Regions from separate parts of the Mus musculus genome. Here regions 2 and 3 are each linked to region 1. The links are chromatin contacts, called in public promoter capture Hi-C maps. All regions are on one chromosome and are shown on one strand. The core of a region is the stretch at or near the end of the contact, and the rest is flanking DNA. Distances in the headings are between cores, read along the strand shown.

Region 1 (2,526 bases), core at 16-2,515:
GTGAGCCCAGGGTCCTATAAGAAAGCAGGCTGAAGAAACCTTGGGGAGCAAACCAGTACGTAGCACCCTTCATAGCCTCTGCATCGGCTCCTGCCTCCATGTTCCTGCTCTGACGTCCTGTCTGATAAGGAACTGTGAGTGGAAGCATGAGTCTTTCCTCCCCAAGCTGCTTTGGTCATGGTGTTTCATCACAGTGACAATTACTCTAAGATAACGAGCTAACTGGCTCCGGGGTCACCGGAACCAACCAGTGCTCAATTAATACCATTAGAATTCTGCATTGGCTTGGTCTGTAAAGCTGCTTTACAAGCCTGTTTCAAATCTGAGACCTTTCACAAAATTTGATAGCACACAACAGTATCCACTACTACTTCTGGATTTGATGTCCTATTTGTATCCACATTTCCCAGAGCTTCAGCACAAAGTTAGAATGGCAAACGGTCAGTACGTCTGGTTACAGAATGAAGACCTGCTATAAAAATGCTCTGTCAAGGTTTGCGAATCCAGGCTCATTTATTCTGAACTATAACCCCTAATATATGTTTAATCGTTTGAGTTTTATCAATGATTTCATGAGGAGATAGAAAAAAAAGGCTAAAATGGACAAGCAGTATTAGCATCGGACAAGTGTTTAGCTAATGCCAGCATCCTAACATTGCTGAGTTTTATTTCTGTTAAGCTGTTTTGTGAACTCTTTCAAGCGAGCTGTGACCAAAGCCTGAACTGTTTTAAGCTCTCCCCTGCAAAACCGCAGGCTTTTGGAGAAGAAAGTGCTTTTAATGTATAAATCATCAAACGTGAAAAAGCATCCAGGAGAACAAACCAGCACGCGTCATTTTTAAAGTTACTTTTTTAGTGATGGCTGATTTATCACTGGCCACAGCAACTCCCCAAATGCAGGCAGCATCAGCTGGGAGGCACCCAGATGGCTCGGCAAAATGACATTTGCTTTGTGCATCCAGCGTGAAGGGAACCCCTGTACCGCCGCCTGAGGCTAGGGCACAGGATTCCACACGCACCCCTCCGCAATGCGCCTCCAGGAGAGACCCTCCAGTTCTCCGGAGACAGGCTCAGGTGAGGTACAAAGTGGCTCTGGCCCGCGCCCGCCATGCCCACGCCCTCTCGCCCGCCGCCGCCGCGCTCCATGCCTGCGCACCTGTAAGTCCCGCGCACTTGGGGGCCGTGGCCTGGAGGACCCACGCTCCTGCTCCTCCGGCTCCGCACGGCCACCCTCCGCCATCTTTCACCCGCTTGCGGCGCCTGCCCCGGACCGCGACTTCCGGGGTTGGTTGCTTAGCGACTGTGGAAGGGGCGGAGCCACTCCGTGACTCCCACTGCCTTGGAGAGGGGGCGGAGCCGTGCCGGGTTCGTGGTGTTCCTCCGGGCTCCTTTTCCCCCCACCAGCCGGTGCGCACTCGCTGTAGGGTTCCGGTCCGCAGGGCTCGCCAGTTTTTCAGTTTTTGAGATCTCTCTATAGTCACCATTCGACTCGCTGGGAGATGCTGTAGGTTGCCTTTAGAGCGCAGCGTTGTCTTCCAAGTTCATTTAACTCAACAATGCAATATCTTAGCAGATGAACAACTCCACCTTTCATTTCCCCTTATCTGTCATTTTCCCTTATCCAGGATTGGATGGTAAATTAGTCCTTCTGAGTGGATCCGTATTGAGGATAGGAAACACGGTAAAGCTTTTGGCAATGAGAATGGAGACTCTTAAGCCATCTTCTTTTCTGCTGGGATTGACTTAACTCTCATCTTAAGTCCCAGACACTTACACCTCCAAGAATTGCCTCCCAAGAAAAAAAAAAGAAGCCTTTATGAAATTTATAAGCTAGGAAGGGAAAGAAAGATATAAGCAGGTAACAGAGTACACTTTACTTTGCAAAGAGTATTTATTACTCGCGGACTGTATGTGAATGGAGAATACTCTCTTGGTGCCTGTTGTGTGTACCATGCTAGGTGGGAGCCTACAGCCTGCTGCCTTGGCTGTTCTTTGAGTTTCGAGCACTTAAAAAAAATAAACAAAAACAAAAACTTATGAGGTAGAGAAGATGAAACTGAGAGGTCTGCAACAGACCTTTTAGAATTAAATCCACATCTTAGCTACTTTTCTTGGTTGCCCCTGGTATGTAGATACAGCCACACAGGCTTTCAGGTTTCCCACGAAGACGCTAATCACATGATTGTTTTAAAAAAAATAAAATGTGTGTCCTTTTCTCCTGAAAATTTATTTAGTTCAGTTTTATTTTCAGCTTGAGACTCAGAAGGCAAAGGATAATGGTCCCTCTCCCCAGTTCAGTTAACTCAACAGTGCTCCACTCATATTGCTGAGTATGTAATGATGTACTTGAGCGAGGCAAATGATAATTAAACTAGAAACTAGCAGTACAAGTTACCAAACCTTGCATTGCTGTCTTGATACACATTCTGCCTTAAAAATTCCCATCATGTTTTTGACAAGAAATGACCTTTTAATGTTGGGCCTTGAAGGAGAAGAACTTTTCACAGTTGTTGGGCCAGGAAAGAC
Region 2 (2,526 bases), core at 12-2,511, 1.1 Mb after region 1:
GTACATAAGGTTTCTTGGGAGTGGTCTCTCCAGGATGGCCTAGGATTGGAGGGGTTATGTGGCCTAATCTTGGGACAAGACAGGAATTGGTGAGGTATTTTTTTCTGTAGGGCAGACCTGCCCATTCTCCTGCCTTAGGGGCTGGGAACTGTTAAAGCTGTTAGGGAATAGCAGTTATGGCTTTTAGAAAGGGAGGGTGATGGTGTGGTCCAAACTCATGTGGATTGTAAGGAGGATGAGTAGCTGGGGGAGGGAAGGGCCAGGATGCTAGGATGGACTTTGAAATGTATAACTGGTACTTATGATCATGAGGGAGCTTGAAGGTCTATGTGGGCTTCGATAGTTTGTTAGGCACACACCACAGACAGCCTTATGTCCCTTCTGCCAGAGGTAAGAGTAATCATTCTCTCTGGCAGATGGGAATTGTTTTTCACAAATTTCTGAGGATTGTTGGATTTTATCTAATGGCCAGAAATGGCTCTGTAGTTCTTAAGTATGTTTCTGGATATATATAGTTTCTGAAATCTAAGAATATGGCAGTCTTTTAAGAAGTAGATTGTCTCTAATTTTAAAAAATAGGATTTTTGTTTAAGTTCTTTAAGGCATCTGTTTAGGAGTAAAAACATTACGTGTGTGTGTGTGTGTGTGTGTGTGTGTGTGTGTGTGTGTGTGTGTGTATACAGGAAGCAGATCCACCTCTGTCTCTGTCTCTGTCTCTGTCTCTGTCTCTGTCTCTCTCTCTCCCTCTCACTCTCTCCCGCTCTCTGGTCTTTTATAGAAAGCTACATTTTGAGGGAACAGGAGATATAATTCAGTGGTTAAGAACATGCACTACTCATGCAAATGACCATCCAGCTTTCTACTCCTAGCACCCACATGTTGGCTCATGACCAACTGTGATTTAGTCCCAGGGAATCTGACTCTTCTGGCATCTGTGAGCACATGGAATGAATGTGGTGTGCATACACATGTGTAGGCAAAATGCTATACATTTAAAATGAAAAGAAATAAAATCTGTTTTTAAAAAGTTATACTTTTTAGGGACAGGGGATAGAGTCTCAAAGAGATCCCTCTGCCTCTGCCTCTGCCTCTGCCTCTGCCTCTGCCTCTGCCTCTGCCTCTGCCTCTGCCTCTGCCTCTGCCTCTGCCTCTGCCTCTGCCTCTGCCTCTGCCTCTGCCTCTGCCTTCTGCCTTCTGCCTTCTGCCTTCTGCCCTCTACCCTTACCCTCTGCCTCTGCTTCCCTAGTGCTTGGATTAAAGGTGTAAGCCACCATTCTTAGCATTAGCTGAGATTTGGGGTAAGGGCATTAATGGTTGTCAGTTAAGAGCTGTTTTGAACCATGGTGACATTACTCTGCTTTTGAGAGCTACACTCTCCTTCAGTATAAAAATTTACTCTGGTCCCACATAACTGGAAGATGAACTGTACCTATTTTTTATTTCTACTTCTTTTGTTTAGGCTAAAACCTATTTCTACTTTGGACCTTTCTCTTGCTTCTAAATAGGTCGTGTAATAAAACAAGCAAATGCCAGGAAACAGTTCAGCTCTTTGCAGTTGTTAAGTATGCAGGCCTCCCAGCTGCCCCATGAAGAAGGTGATGTCCTGATTATTTGACTTTTGCTCTTTAACCTTCCTAGTAAATTCTTTTGTCTGTTCTTTGAACATTGCAGAAGGGAGCAATCAATCATAGTGTTCACCCCATTTTAAGAACATAATCCTTTCAAGAAACTATAAAATCATGAACTGCCTCTTTAGAGAAACTATCATGCAGGTCAGTTTGAAACTTTTCTTTGTATTTTAGCAACTATTCCTGGGGTGGACAATTTAAAAAGTGTCTAGGAAGCAAACCCAACCAGAGCCTGAATCCGAACTGGAAAATAAGAACAAAGTACTGTGTGTGTATGTTGTACATTTGTGCATGTGTCCATGCATGTGTATGTATGAATTATATGAGCGTGTATATAATCTTGTGTAAATATACATGCTCCTGTGTGTGGGCACGTGCGCATGCGCATGCTCGTGCCTGTGCGTGTGTGTGTGTGTGTGTGTGTGTGTGTGTGTGTGTGTGTGTCTGTCTGTCTATGAACGCACACTGTTGGCAGAATGTCAAGGCCATTTCTCCTCATTTTTTGACCTTAGGCAATTATAGTCCCCTCCATTGGAGGCTCTTTTATTCCCATTCCTGTTTTTTCCTTTTAGCAATAATATTGTATTATAACAACTCTTAACAATCCCATCTTACTTCTTTAATATAAGTTACAGTGTATGTGGGCTAATGATTACCTGAAATTATTTTTCTATTCATTTCTATTTATCTGAAATTATTTTTCTATTTTATTGTCTATGATCTCAATGTTCTCAAAATATTCCAAGGTGACAATAAGTGAAAAGTGGGGGAGGAAAGGGGGAATTGGATTTTCCCAGTTTTGAGGATTTCATTGCAACGAGGAGGTGAAGCTAGTTTTGTAGTCCTTTTGTCTTTGTACTGTGTTGTAGAGTTGTGCTCACAACTTAAACAAAACACT
Region 3 (2,526 bases), core at 19-2,518, 1.1 Mb after region 1:
CTAGTCCTACACGTAAGAGGGCCTTAAACATCCTAACAAGGATGAAGAGGGAATCCAGAAGCCTTTTCTCTCACTGCTCAACACTTCTGTATGGATAGACTCAGGGAAAGAGGCAGTCAATACTTTCAGTTATGCACCTACTGGTGACCCTCACCAAGCTTCAATAGATAGTCACAATATAGTTGTTATACAAATAGTTGAGTAAACTAAACTAGCCATACTATAAACCAGAGGTACAGAAAAGTCATTCATCTAGGAAATGAGCAGGTAGGAATATGGGGTTTCAGGGTCAACAGGGGTGGGAGGGAGGAAAAAAGAGGACACAGGGGCGAGAGTATCCAGAATGCAGTAAAAAATAAAATGATTTAATTTCATAGAAGGAGACAACATTTAGTAATTTGAAGTATTAATTGCTTGAAACATTTGCTTCTTTTCAAGGGATTGGGTCAATGTTCGGCTGTACTGTGACTTCTTTTACTTTGTAGCGATAAACCCAAGTTTCTGTTGTGCTGTAACTTCCTTTACTTTGTAGTAATAAACCTAGGTGACAAAAGAAGAGGGGAGGAGATGAGTATAACAGCTCAAAAAATATTAGAGGAACATTATAAAGTTATAATGATTAAAGATGGAGGTTGAGGATATCACTTAGTGGTAGGACCCTCCCCTCATGTGTGGTACTCTGATTCAATCTCTAGCACAATGGGGAAAGAAAAGAATTTTGTACTGGCACAGGAATGGACATGCAGAAGAAACCATGAAGACACTGCACAGGCTGAAACACAAGGATGGAAACAGTTTCAAGGACACAAGAGATTCTTGCTGAATCCAGAATGTACCAGTCTATTCCCTGGTCCAGAATACATTGGTTTTAACAGTTGTAGTATCCTAAGTCAATCACTGACAATGACAGGTCACCCTTATTTGACTCAAATTTATAATGATTAAATTAAAATCTGTGCTAGGAACATTCCATTGCTTTTTCTCAAGTTTTTAATACAATGCCAGAGCTGTTATTTCACCTTCCATTGCATAACATTTATCACTCAGAAGAATCTAAGATTCTGTGAAGTATGTAAGTTACAGAAGATTAAAAAAAAAAAAAATCCCTAAATCTTAGTCCTCAGTAGAATGTACTAAACACATCCTGCTTTAAGGGACGGGTGAAAGGAGCTCTGATGACTGTCTCAGAAGCCTGTTTCCCCCTCATACTGCTGGAGACACTGTGTACCTTAGTGTCGCTTTGATTTATTACATAAGGGATATTTTTGGTTTCCAGAACTCAGACTGACTCAGTCTTACACAGTTCAAAGAGAAAGCACTCAAAAGAACTGTTGTGGTGCCTAAAGGCCTTTTCTGTAAGAAACTCAGGAGATAGCTGGCTGGAAGTTTCCATGAAAAAAAAAGTAAAAAGAGTCAATGTGGTTTGGCAAGAAATGCCCGGAAAATATGAAGCAAGGAGCAGGAACACAGTGTTAAAGTTGTGGTTGTTTGTGAGAAGAAGAGAAAATTATGGCATGGCCAAGAGTCTTCCAAACCAAACAAATAACAGAGAGTAAAACTCGCCTCCAAGACTTCTAAATAAATCCACTATTCCCTTAACAACAACCTTTCTGAACCATCAAGTTTAGCTCTAGATCACCTGAAAATTCTACAAGTCTGTATTATAATAGTGCATTTATGGTTTATATTCACAGGTTTCCTGCAACTTTCTGTATTTGCTGCAAGCACAAACTATACCAAGCCTGTGTTTAACTCTAAGGATGTAAATAAAAATAAAGTATACACAAGAATGCCTATATTTATAGGCAAATACTATTTTGGATGGGACAGGAGGAAATAAAGGCAAGAAAATTTAGAAATATCATAAATCTTTTGCCTGAAATGATATGTTATAAAGAATACACATTTATTTTGACTTGTACTTGGTATGGTTCAAAACTTATTGTAACTGACCATGCAGAGCCGTGCTATTTCAGACATCAGAAATACAGAGCCCACAACTCTGGGTATTACCCCTTTTAATATCTCAGTTAACTTTCCCCTGCAAGGTTTCCTTGGGCTGCCTCATGACTCCAACATTTTTAGTTCAGCAGTTCAAAATATCTCTTCCATCTTTTTCTTAACTACAATCCTTCTAGCACCTCTCTGCCTACCTGATAAAAGCTCATGTGTTCCTTCAAGGGATTTTGAACTTCCTTGCTCCCTCAGTTACATTTCCTTAATGTTACAATCATCCATTGATTTTCTGCCATCCCTACTAGTCCGCGTGCTTCTCAAGCGCAGTGTGGCTCAGTCTCCTGGGAATAATTTGAAACCCCAGAGGGATCCAGATTCATGGGCATGATCTTATATAAGCACTTTGTAGTGTATTGAAAATGCTCTCGATTTGAGCATTCACCCAGTTCTGAGATCAGGATCTCTCTGGGCCTGGTTTGATTTTGTACTGTCAGAGTGATTGTCTCAAATCATAAACCCCATGTCCATTATGTGGAGAATATTTGCCCTTGCTTGCTGAACCCAATCCTT

Evidence for each region. Promoter capture Hi-C pulls out the DNA fragments that hold promoters and counts their contacts.
Region 2: a promoter capture Hi-C map of second pharyngeal arch cranial neural crest shows a contact between it and region 1, with 5 times the contacts expected there. The contact joins the enhancer-like site here to the promoter of Ubxn2b in region 1. A contact is called at or near these places in 5 of 39 promoter capture datasets (the 3T3-L1 cell line, 3T3-L1-derived adipocytes, embryonic stem cells and 2 more) and 1 of 115 datasets of contacts at active chromatin or transcription factors (astrocytes).
Region 3: a contact with region 1 is called in a promoter capture Hi-C map of the 3T3-L1 cell line, with 8 times the contacts expected there. The contact joins the enhancer-like site here to the promoter of Ubxn2b in region 1. A contact is called at or near these places in 5 of 39 promoter capture datasets (the 3T3-L1 cell line, 3T3-L1-derived adipocytes, hippocampal neurons and 1 more) and 1 of 115 datasets of contacts at active chromatin or transcription factors (astrocytes).

Annotation. Positions count from the first base shown.
Region 1 is chr4:6,189,844-6,192,369 of GRCm38.p6, reverse strand. It overlaps Ubxn2b (UBX domain protein 2B), which reads right to left and starts at 1,265. Exons shown (of 8, transcript NM_026534.2): 1 at 1,157-1,265. The coding sequence starts at 1,240.
Region 2 is chr4:5,073,301-5,075,826 of GRCm38.p6, reverse strand. No RefSeq gene overlaps it. Among named protein-coding and RNA genes, the nearest start is that of Bpnt2, 280 kb to the right of the region's middle. Within about 2 kb of position 1,261, at least 2 of the 459 cell types and tissues checked have an H3K27ac peak or open chromatin away from gene starts, as enhancers often do. A contact at or near this core is called in second pharyngeal arch cranial neural crest, where this site is marked.
Region 3 is chr4:5,129,728-5,132,253 of GRCm38.p6, reverse strand. No RefSeq gene overlaps it. Among named protein-coding and RNA genes, the nearest start is that of Bpnt2, 340 kb to the right of the region's middle. Within about 2 kb of position 1,268, at least 53 of the 459 cell types and tissues checked have an H3K27ac peak or open chromatin away from gene starts, as enhancers often do.